Linked DNA regions of Macaca mulatta: region 2 is linked to region 1. Evidence: chromatin contacts called from public Hi-C data. All regions are on one chromosome and are shown on one strand. The core of a region is the stretch at or near the end of the contact, and the rest is flanking DNA. Distances in the headings are between cores, read along the strand shown.

The links. A called contact is a pair of places that touch in the nucleus more often than the background predicts.
Region 2: a contact with region 1 is called in a Hi-C map of CD4 T cells, with 3 times the contacts expected there. The contact joins two enhancer-like sites. A contact is called at or near these places in 5 of 14 Hi-C or Micro-C datasets (CD4 T cells, blood, cortical neurons and 2 more).

What each region holds. Positions count from the first base shown.
Region 1 is chr6:180,959,719-180,965,514 of T2T-MMU8v2.0, forward strand. All of the region lies in intron 4 of STK10 (serine/threonine kinase 10), which reads right to left. Among named protein-coding and RNA genes, the nearest start is that of STK10, 82 kb to the right of the region's middle. Within about 2 kb of position 2,738, at least 5 of the 40 cell types and tissues checked have an H3K27ac peak or open chromatin away from gene starts, as enhancers often do. A contact at or near this core is called in CD4 T cells, where this site is marked.
Region 2 is chr6:181,028,789-181,034,584 of T2T-MMU8v2.0, forward strand. All of the region lies in intron 1 of STK10 (serine/threonine kinase 10), which reads right to left. Among named protein-coding and RNA genes, the nearest start is that of STK10, 13 kb to the right of the region's middle. Within about 2 kb of position 2,418, at least 13 of the 40 cell types and tissues checked have an H3K27ac peak or open chromatin away from gene starts, as enhancers often do. A contact at or near this core is called in CD4 T cells, where this site is marked.

The sequences.
Region 1 (5,796 bases), core at 1,488-3,987:
CACAGTGCCGGGGTGTGGGGTGGGGAGCTACTTCAGACACAAACTCAGGATCTGGGGGAGGTATTTCCAGGCAGAGAAAACTGCAAACAGACTGGGAGGCAGGAAACAGCAGGCTGGAGGGACCAGCGGGGACAGGACACAGCCTGGCCGGAAGGAGGGGGCTGGGGGTGGAAGCAGATAAGGCAGGAGACAGGCAGGGGGCAGGGCAGTTACAAAGCCGGTGACCCTCACCCTCAGTTTCCCCATCATGTGACCACAGAACCACTGCATGGGTTTTCCTGAGGATTAAATGACAAATGCAAAGCACTGTGCTGCAAGGCCCACTCGTGGCAAAAGTGAGATGATGGTGATTATTTCACCGGCCCATGAGCCAGTCCAGCCTTTTTCAGGCCGGTGCAAGGCTGAGGCTGAACTGAGATCCCCCAGCACCTCCTGGGAGTGGTACGGAAAGCTGGCGTCTGAGCCCCAGTTAGTGCTAACTGGACAGCAGTTGCTATATCGGGGGACAGTCTGGCCAGCAAGAGGGGACAGGGAGCCCTCAGCCTCCTGAGGTAGGACCAACAGGTACTGCAAGTGGGGCGGAAAAGCAGGAAACCCAGGTAGAGCCTGGCTCTGCTAATGACCTGGCGGGAGGCTCCCCTGGGCCTCCAGGGTAAGAACGGGAAGCTGGCCCCACCTTCGGGGCCCTGGCTCCCCCGCAAACACCACCAAGGGCCAGCACATCATCCCATCCCAAGAAACCTTTTGGGAACAGTGCTTGCCTCTCAGGCCCAGGGTGAGGATCCCAGAAGGTGGCCACTCCCCCACCATAGGCCCTGCTGACACCTTCCTGAGAAGAGAGGAAAAACAGAAACCATCAACGTGCAATGACACACCGCAGGTCCCCAGGGCCCTCCCTCAGGCACACACCGGCCAGCTCTTCGGGCAGCTGCTACTTCCCCTTCTGCCCACATGATGGGGCCCAGTTGGGAGAGCGGGGCAGCCCCACCTTGCAGCCCAGAGAACTGAGCCTGTTTGCTCCCTGCACAGAGTTTATGGGGGGGTGTCCCTTGATAGCTGATGGCTGCCCTTGGAGCAATTCAACAGGGATTTTCACCATGCAGTCTCTTCTGATGAAAACACTCCCCCTTCTCCTCCCATTTTAAAATGTGTTAGAGACAAGGGCAGCGGAGATATGGGAAATCTCCCTTTCTCGGCTATAATTTCCATAAAGAAAGAGATCATTTCTGCTGTGTCCACAGTTGCATCCCTGGCACAGTATCTGGAGCAGGAAGCACTCAACAGGTTTATCGAATGAGCATGCTCATGAATAAACAGACAGAATTTGCTAAAGTGCCTTTACTCATATATGTAAAAAATAAAACTGGGTTTTAAAAACTTGTTTGCCAGCAATTCTATTTGTAGAAATCCATCTCCAAAACCAGATCTATAATATATAAGGATGCTTATAAAAGCAACAGCCAAAAAGAATGAAAAACTGGAAATCATCCAAAGTGTTGCTGGAGCTTCGTTGCTGAATGGTTAGATAAATTGTGGTTCACCCCAGCTATGAAATAACATGCAGCTCTTAAAAAGAATGAGGCTGTATTTGTATGGACTAACTTGGAAGTTTATCCCTAATACATGTCCCAAAGATGTTGCTGATTGACCGATGAGTCTTATAAAATGTGTAACATGATTCCAGAAATGATCCAAGTGAAGGTACTCCAGTAGAAGATTATCTTTAAAAGAATGACATATGCACATTGTGTGTACATGTCTGCATGCATGTGCATACACACACACACACACACACACACACACACACACACACACACACACACCCCGGTCTGGAAGTTTGCACATCAAACTTAATGTTCATCTCCCTGGAAGTGGGATTTTGGTGGAGGCAGTGCACAGAAGGGACCTTACATTTTTCACTTTACACACTTTTTTTTGTTTTTTTTGTTTTTTTTTGTTTTTTTATGAGACGGAGTCTAGTTCTGTGGCCCAGGCTGGAGTGCAGTGGCGCGATCTCGGCTCACTGCAAGCTCCACCTCCCGGGTTCACGCCATTCTCCTGCCTCAGCCTCCTGAGTAGCTGGGACTACAGGCGCCCACCACCACGCCCGGCTAATTTTTTGTATTTTTAGTAGAGACGGGGTTTCACTGTGATCTCGATCTCCTGACCTCGTGATCCGCCCGCCTCGGCCTCCCAAAGTGCTGGGATTACAGGCGTGAGCCACCGCACCCGGCCACTTTACACACTTTTATTCTTTTTTTTTTGAGGTGGAGTTTCGTTCTTCTTGCCCAGGCTGGAGTGCAATGGCATGATCTTGGCTCACTGCAACCTCCGCCTCCCGGGTTCAAGCAACTCTCCTGCCTCAGCCTCCCAAGCATCTGGGATTACAGGCATGCACCACCACGCCCGGCAAATTTTGTATTTTTAGTAGAGACGGGGTTTCATTATGTTGGTCAGGCTGGTCTCAAACTCCCGACCTCAGGTGATCTACCTGCCTGGGCCTCCCAAAGTGCTGGGATTACAGGCGTGAGTCACCGCGCCCGGCCCACTTTTATTCTTTAAAATGTTTTTGATAGAGTGTATTGTTTCTATGGTTTAAAAAAACTGAAATGCATATGTAGCAGAGTTTTTTGGTTTTGTGGGTTTTTTGTTTTTTCTCTATTAAGTAAAACCCAGTAGGGGCCAGGATGTGGTGAAAAGAGAACTGCACACTCCACTGGGGGTGTGTCAACTGGTGCGACCGGCACGGAGAGCATGCCGGCTACAGGATGAACAAAACCCCGACTCACAGCACACACCCAGCACTCTGCTTCTGAGAATCCCTCTTCAAGGTATGTTACAGAAAGAGACTCAAAGATCCATGAACAAGCACAATCATCACTGCATGATTTAGTAAAGATGATAAACCTCATGAGAAACCTAAGTATCCAATTCAGGGCTTTCCTCAGGGCTCTGATAGGTAAATTACATTTTGTACCTGTGATGGGTACAAGAAAAACACGAAAATAATCATGTTTCTGAGGACTCTTTTTTTTTTTTTTTTTTTTTTTTTTTTTTTTTTGAGACAGAGTCTCGCTCTGTAGCCCGGGCTTGAGTGCAGTGGCCGGATCTCAGCTCACTGCAAGCTCCGCCTCCCAGGTTTACGCCATTCTCCTGCCTCAGCCTCCCGAGTAGCTGGGACTACAGGCGCCCGCCACCTCGCCCGGCTAGTTTTTTGTATTTTTTAGTAGAGACGGGGTTTCACGGTGTTCGCCAGGATGGTCTCGATCTCCTGACCTCGTGATCCACCCATCTCGGCCTCCCAAAGTGCTGGGATTACAGGCTTGAGCCACCGCGCCCGGCCTCTGAGGACTCTTTAAGGATATGGAGGAATACGCTGATACTCAATGTTAAAAACCAGACTAGGAAACTGTATATATATAATGAACCTAGTTTATCTTATAAAAACTAATATTGTCACCAGACACGGTGGCTCACGCCTGTAATCCCAGCACTCTGGGAGGCTGAGGTGGGCAGATCACCTGAGGTCAGGAGTTCGAGATAAAAACCAACATGGAAAAACCCCCTCTCTACTAAAAATACAAAACTAGCCGGGCGTGGTGGCGCACGCCTGTGATCTCAGCTGCTCAGGAGGCTGATGCAGGAGAATTGCTTGAACCCGGGAGGCAGAGGTTGCGGTGAGCCGAGATTGTGCCACTGCACTCCAGCCTGGGCAACAAGAGCGAAATTCCATCTCAAAAAAAGAAAAGAAAAACTAATATTTACTGAGAACTTACCACATGCATAGCACTGTGTAAAGAAACTTATGCATATCATGTGCGTATCTATTCCTACACATCATTTATATCTATGCCCTTAAGGCAGGGAAAATTATGACTCCCATTTTACAGATAAGGAAGCTTAAGTTAAGAGAGACTAAGTAACGTGCAGAAGGTCACCCAGCTGTGCTCTTTCCCACTATCTGATCCGACTTTTCTGCAGACAAAAAAAGGACTTGGAGGGAAGCCCACGGCGAGTGGTGGTTTATTCTGGCAGGATTAGGAGGGACTTTAATTCTCCTTTTTGTGGGTCTTATTCCAAATTGTGTACAGGACTCTAGCTACTCTCGTGTGTGTGTGCGTGTGTGTGTGTTTTCTGATTACCAAAGTTATGTTGCTTATTAGAAACTCATTATTTTTCACATTAAAAACTATAATACTGGCCGGGCGCGGTGGCTCACGCCTGTAATCCCAGCACTTTGGGAGGCCGAGGGGGACGGATCACGAGGTCAGGAGATCTAGACCGTCCTGACTAACACAGTGAAACCCCGTCTCTACTAAAAATACAAAAAATTAGCTGGGCGTGCTGGCGGGCACCTGTAGTCCCAGCTACTCAGGGGCTGAGGCAGGAGAATGGCGTGAACTCGGGAGGCGGAGGTTGCAGTGAGCTGAGATCGCACCACTGCACTCCAGCCTGGGCGACAAAGCGAGACCCCGTCTCAAAAAAAAAAAAAACTATAATACTGACAGCTAAACATTTAGGGGTTTGCTGTGTATAGCTCCAGATTTATTTATATTACAATTATATATATTTTTTTTTAATTAAAACAATTTTTTTATAGTGACAGGGTCTCACGATGTTGCCCAGGCTGGTCTCGAATGCCTGGTCAAGCAATCCCATCACCTTCGCCTCCCAAAGTGCTGGGGTTACAGGTGTGAACCAACATGCCCTACCTAAAAATTATATATAAGTAGAAACAGACAAAAATTACATATACTTGGCCGGGCGCGGTGGCTCAAGCCTGTAATCCCAGCACTTTGGGAGGCCGAGACGGGCGGATCACGAGGTCAGGAGATCGAGACCATCCTGGCTAACACGGTGAAACCCCGTCTCTACTAAAAATACAAAAAATTAGCCGGGCGAGGTGGCGGGCGCCTGTAGTCCCAACTACTCGGGAGGCTGAGGCAGGAGAATGGTGTGGACCCGGGAGGCGGAGCTTGCAGTGAGCTGAGATCCAGCCATTGCACTCCAGCCTGGGCGGCAGAGCGAGACTCCGTCTCAAAAAAAAAAAAAAAAAAAATTACATATACTTAATTTTTATGTATTTGCTACTTTAAAATATGTAATCAGATTAAACATGCTATTTTGCAGTCACTTTTCCCCTTCAAAGTATGTACTATACATCTTTATAAGAGATTACACATTTTCTGCAACTTAATTTCAACAGGTGAAAAAGATTCCACTGTTTGATAGCACCATAACCTATTTAATCCTATACTGAAGTACATACACTTGGATCACTTCTGATTTCTTGCTCTTACAAATACTGTTGCAGGCCGGGCACGGTGGCTCAAGCATGTAATCCCAGCACTTTGGGAGGCCAAGACGGGCGGATCCCGAGGTCAGGAGATCGAGACCATCCTGGCTAACATGGTGAAACCCCGTCTCTACTAAAAAATACAAAAAACTAGCCGGGCGTGGTGGCGGGTGCCTGTAGTCCTTGCTACTTGGGAGGCTGAGGCAGGAGAATGGCATGAACCCGGGAGGCGGAGCTTGCAGTGAGCCGAGATCCAGCCACTGCACTCCAGCCTGGGCGACAGAGCAAGACTCCGTCTCAAAAAAAAAAAAAAAAAAAATACTGTTGCAATGTCTATCTTTGTATATGTCTTTCTATACAGGTATCAATACCACAATTACCTTTATAATGAAAAAATTATATAAACAGTGTAAAATACATTGTAACACGCACAAAAACAGTGAACTTAGCATGTATGCACACTTACAAGGGAGTCTCTCATCTGTCTGTCCCCTTGATTG
Region 2 (5,796 bases), core at 1,168-3,667, 69 kb after region 1:
CGCTTCAACCTGGGCAGTGGAGGTTGCAGTGAGCTGAGATGGCACCATTGCACTCCAGCCCAGGCAACAAGAGCAAAACTCCATCTCAAAAAAAAAGCAAACAGTATGGCATGAACAGCCCTTCAGAGCACAAAACACTGTTCCCCAACGTCATCTCCAAGGGTGGCAGAATGTTCCACTGAGTGACGGGACCCTCCTCTATTTGAGCAGCTCCCTATCATGGAGCCATGCCACACTGGTCACGTGGTGCCACCTCCAAAAGACTCGGTCTTGATTTACATGTTGTCAAATGCTCTCCAAATGGCAGGACCAAGCTATACCCCTGTGTTCCACCAACACTAGATTGAATTCAGATGTGATGCTGGGCTTGGGTCGGTTCTGCCACATCTGGCTCTGTGTCCTTGGCACTGGGCTCATGATGGTGCAGGTGTAAAGATGCCTGTGTCCCACTGGGAGAGGCACTATTGTCCCTATTTTGCAGAAAAGAAAACCAAGGTTCCGAGGGGTGACATCACTTGCCAAGGGTTACACAGCAAGGCCAACAACTGAGCTGTGACTTGCAAGATGAACGGCATCCCCAGGTCAAAAGCCTCTGAGGCGGCCGGGCACAGTGGCTCATGCCCAGGCCCCTGTGCCGTCTCCAGGCCCCTGTGCCATCTCCAGACCCCTGTGCTGCCTCCAGGCTGGGATGCAGGCTTCTTTTATCTCCTTAACAGAGAGAGCGCAACAAACTTCAGGCTGATCCCAGAACTCTTCACACGCCCCCACCCAGAAGCACCCTCCAGTGTAACAGGCAAGGGAGGGGTTCAGGGCCTCAAGGGAATCTGCCTCTGTCAAGCCCCAGGAAGGGGACGATCAGCTTAAGTCACCCCAGAGAAATGGTAACAATCACAGTAACAACAGCCACATTTACATCTTCTGCGTGAGGCAGGACAGTAAGGGCTGGCCACAAGCATCAATCTTCACAAAATCGGGCAAAGTGCTGTTTTGATTTAAACGTCACAGTTGAAGATGCTGAGGATCAGAGAGGCAAGGTGACTTGCCCAAAGTCACACAGCAAACAGGCAGGGAAGCTAGGAGGAAGCTCAGAATTGATTCTAGCGCCACATCATAACCACAGTGCGGCCTCCCGAGTGTAGCCACATTGTAACCACAACACTGGGCCTGTCCAGGGAGAGTGACTAAGAGGGGTCTGCCCAGGGAGGGGGACTAAGCGGGGCCCGGCATTCACTCACTTATCCTTTCATTTGCTCAGCAGGTATTTTTTGTTATTGTTATTTAATTTTTTTTTGAGACGGAGTTTCGCTCTTGTTGACCAGGCTGGAGTGCAATGGCACAATCTCAGCTCACTGCAACTTCCGTCTTTCGGGTTCAAGCAATCCTCCTGCCTCAGCCTCCTGAGTAGCTGGGATTACAGGCACCCACCACCATGCCCAGCTAATTTTTGTATTTTTAGTAGAGATGAGGTTTCCCCATGTTGGCCAGGCTGGTCTCGAACTCCTGACCTCAGGTGACCCACCTGCCTCGGCCTCCCCAAGTGCTGGGATTACAGGCGTCAGCCACCGCATGCCTGCGGCTCAGCAGGTATGAACTGAACATCTACCCTCCGCAGGCCCTGTTCCAAATGCTGGGGACACAAAGATCATTCCTTACCCTCAGGGACTTCGCATCTGTTGGAGGGGACAGAAAATAAACAAGGAGACACACAAGAGAATCCCAGTTTGTTACAACAGCCCTGAAGGAAATCTACAGGCAGCTGCCACCATGGTCAGGGAGGGGTGGTCGGGACAGGCCTTTGTGAGGAAGGAATCTGAGCTGAGAGAATGAGGAGGAGCAGCTGTGCAGTCACAGGTAGAGTGGCAGGCAGGGGAACCGCCAGTGCAATGGTCCGGAAGCAGAAAGGCGCCGAGCTTCCCTCAGCTCCTCCCAGAGGCACCACCGGCCTCCACCACCCTCCACCACCTGACCCAGGCTGGCTGGAGTTAACTCTTCAGTTACCCGTGCACCAGTCAAGTCCCTCCTCTTCCCCATCCTTCTCCCCAAGTCTTAGGTGTCTAATTCTGGCTCTGGTATAGCCTGTTTTTTCTTCTTATTGATGCTTTCAGACAAGCAGTTTTCCAGTCAGGTCTTGCTCTGTCACCCAGACTGGAGTGCAGTGGTGTGATCATAGCTTGCTGCAGTCTTGAACTCCTGGCCTCAAGTGATCCTCCCGCCTCAGCCTCCAGAGTAGCAGCCTCCAGACTGCAGTTGGTGCCACCACACCTGGCTAATTTTTAAAATTTTTTTGGAAGAGATGGAGTCTTCCTACGTTTCCCAGGCTGGTCGTGAACTCCTAGCCACCCAAAGTGTTAGGATTACAGACGTGACCCACTGTGCCAGCCCTGGTGTAGTCTGTTAGTATGAAAAAATCGGTAAGCTATGTGGGAAGAAGGGAAAAAATGCATCACGGGGGAAGCAGAGAGAAAGGGGAAGAGAAAGAGTGAAGTGGAAGGTGAGTGTGGGGGAGAGAGGGAGAAGGGAGAAGGAAGCGTTTCAGCCCCGCCCTCCCTGCTCTGCTGACAGGCCCCAGAGACACCCTGCACTGCAGCCTGCTGCGGTCCCAGCAGCCCCACCCACCAGGGCACCAGGAGGGGCCCCAGGAGCGCTTGGCTTCCCCGCCTTGACACCCGCCCCTTTCCCCTGCCACTTCCTGTGCTAGTCCTGCCTGCACCCCTCACCACTTCCTCTGCATGAGAGGCCACCATCCATCGCCATCCAGCTGAGGCAGGCTTGCAAAGAAGGGTTATGTTCCTGGGCACAGAAACCACAAGGCCAAGAGCAGACACCGCATTGAAGCGACCATGGACTGCCCAACAAACCTGTTTGTCTTTCTCTCTGTGCCGCAAGAGAAAAGAGACAGACTCCTGGCCAGAAAGATCTGGGTGCGAGTCCCAGTCCTGCCATAAAAAAGCTGTGTGACCCTGAGTAAGTCACTGTACCTCTCTGGGCCTCTGCTTCATCAGGTGTAGAGTGAGGATATTCCCCTGCCTTTCATGGGGATAAGAGAAGAATAAATGATGGACAGGTAGCAACTGAGCAAAAGTCAACTCCCTACTCATCTATCTTCTTCACTTTGGAACCCACAGGGCCTTGCACAAGTAGGTGCTCAATAGACAATCTAAAGCTAACACTTACGTGACTTCTTCCAGTGTCCTAGACTAAGTGGTTTCCATGGATTATCTCATTTCATCTTCCAACAGCCCTATGCGATTGTACCATTACCATCACCATTTCACAGCTTAAGAAACTGAGGCAGAGATAAGTAAATTCCTCAGCATCACACAACCTGCAAGAGGTAGAGCCAGGCTTGAACTGCAGGAACTCCTCCAGGTTCCCGGATCACCTCTGATCCCCAGCAGACACGAGCTTGCCTTCCTGTCTCATCCTCTCGGCTCTCTTTCCACCTCCTGATTAAGGATGCCCTAGACTCTTCCATGCCTCCCATCTCACAAACATCCCGTTCTCGGGCTGCTCACCTACACTCCCTCGGCTCCAATTTGGGTTCCAACTATAGCTCTGGCCTTCCCTCCCACACCTGCCTGGTTCAGTCACCAGGGTTGGCCACTCTGGCTCAGCCTCCATTCAGCATGGACCTCCTTAGTCTTGAGCAGCCAGGGATCCTGGCTCTGGCACCCTGCAATTGTGTCACCTCTTTGGTCAAGGCCTCCTCCCCCATCAAAAGAGAGTCCCTCTCTAATGTTACATGGGCTGACCTGGTCAGGCTCTGGGGGACTTAAGGCAGGCAGGACATTTTTTGAGGTCAAAACTGCCAAAGTCTAAATTCATCGGCTTGGCCTTCAAAGCCCTCTTGACTTGGTCCCTGCTATGGTCTGAGTTTCTGTGTCCCTGCAAAATTCTTATGTTGAAATCCCAACCTCCAAGGTGATAGCATTAGAAGGAGGGGCCTTTTGGGAAATGACTAGGTCTTAATGAGATTAGTGTTCTTGTAAAAAAAAGAAAAAAAGACCGCAGAGGCCGGTGTGGTGGCTCACGCCTGTAATCCCAGCACGTTGGGAGGCCGAGGTGGGTGGATATCTTGATGCCAGGAGCTTGAAACCAGACTGGCCAACATGGTAAAACGCCATCTCTACTAAAAACACAAAAATTAGCCAGACGTGGTGGTGCATGCCTGTGATCCCAGCTACTCTGGAGGCTGAGGCACAAGAATCACTTGAACCCAGGAGGTGGAGGTTGCAGTGAGGTTGCACTCCAGCCTGGATGAAGGAGTGAGACTCTGTCTCAAAAAAAAAAAAAAAGAAAGAAAGAAAGACCCTAGAAGGCTAGCTCTCCTGCTGTCCCTCCTACTACGTGAGGTCACAGCGAGAAGGCACCATCTGGGAAGCAGAGCAGGCCCTCATTAGACACCAACTCTGTGGGAGCCTTGATCTTGGACTTCCCAGCCTCCAAACTATGAGAAATAGAATGTTTATTGTTTGCAAGCCACTCAGCCTATGGTACTTTGTTGCGGCAGCCCGAATGAGCCACGCCCCAAATGCTATTGCGGACCTGGCCCAGCCCTGGCCCATGCCCACTTCCCAAATCCAATGACCACTGGGATTGAGGAGGCAACAGTAGAGGTCAGATCTGTCATGCCCAACACAGTAGTCACTAGTCACATGTCACTACCGAGCACCTGGTATGTGGCCGGTGCAGATGGAGATGTGCCATAAGCGCAACACCCACCGATTTCAAAGACTGCATGAAAGAGAATATAACACATTGCTTTAATTCCGCTTTACTACATGCTGAAGTGATAAATATACCATTAAAATTCATTTCCCTATTTTTCCTCTGGTTTGAATGAGGTGACTAGGAAATCTGCCATTGCCTGTATAGCCTGCATAACGCTCCCTTGGACAGCATCATTGGCCCAGGCACAGAAGGGACCAACTTATCTGTTTTTGTTTTGTTTTGTTTTGTTTTGTTTTGTTGAGACAGAGTCTTTCTCTGTTGCCCAGGCTGGAGTGCAATGGCACTTTCTCAGCTCACTGCAACCTCTGCCTCCCAGGATTCAGGTGATTCTCGTGCCTCAGCCTCCCAAGTAGCTGGGACTACAGGCATGAGCCACCACACCCGGCTAATTTTTTATAATTTTAGTAGAGACGAGGTTTCACTATGTTGGCTGGGCTGGTCTCGAACTCCTGACCTCAGGTGATCCACCTGCCTCGGCCTCCCAAAGTGCTGGGATTACAGGTGTGAGCCCAGCCCAGGATCAAATTATCTGATACTCACAGAGAAGACAGAAATCTGGGATTTTCTGTGAAATCTCTTCATTTAAAAATACTGGCAATCAAGTCAAATTTGGTTCAACCTCCGTGGTGGCCACACCGTGTGGCCCCATCCTCAGGCCACATCAGGCCCCCACATCAGGCCCAACGGCCAGCAGTCAGCAACCTCGGGCCTCATGAGCCAGCCTCTCTCCTGGCCTGGACTTCCTTCTCTCCACCTTATCACCATCCCGCCTGCTGTACCAGGTGGAACCTTCCCCGCTCTCGGCTGGCTGCCTATTTGCCCCTGTACAACTCTCATCGCAGGCAGCACGTTCCTGTCTCCTCCCCCACAACACAAGGGAAGCAGCAGGGGAGGCCGCCTTCTTATCCTGAGCACCTACTGTGGCCAACGGGATACCCGCTGTGTGAGTTACTCAGGCAGGTCTCACAACAGCTCCCGCGGGTGGACTCAGCCCCACTGTACTCATGGGGAAGCTGAGGGAGGCTGAGACAAGCCACTTGCCTGAAAGGACGCAGTGGCTAAATG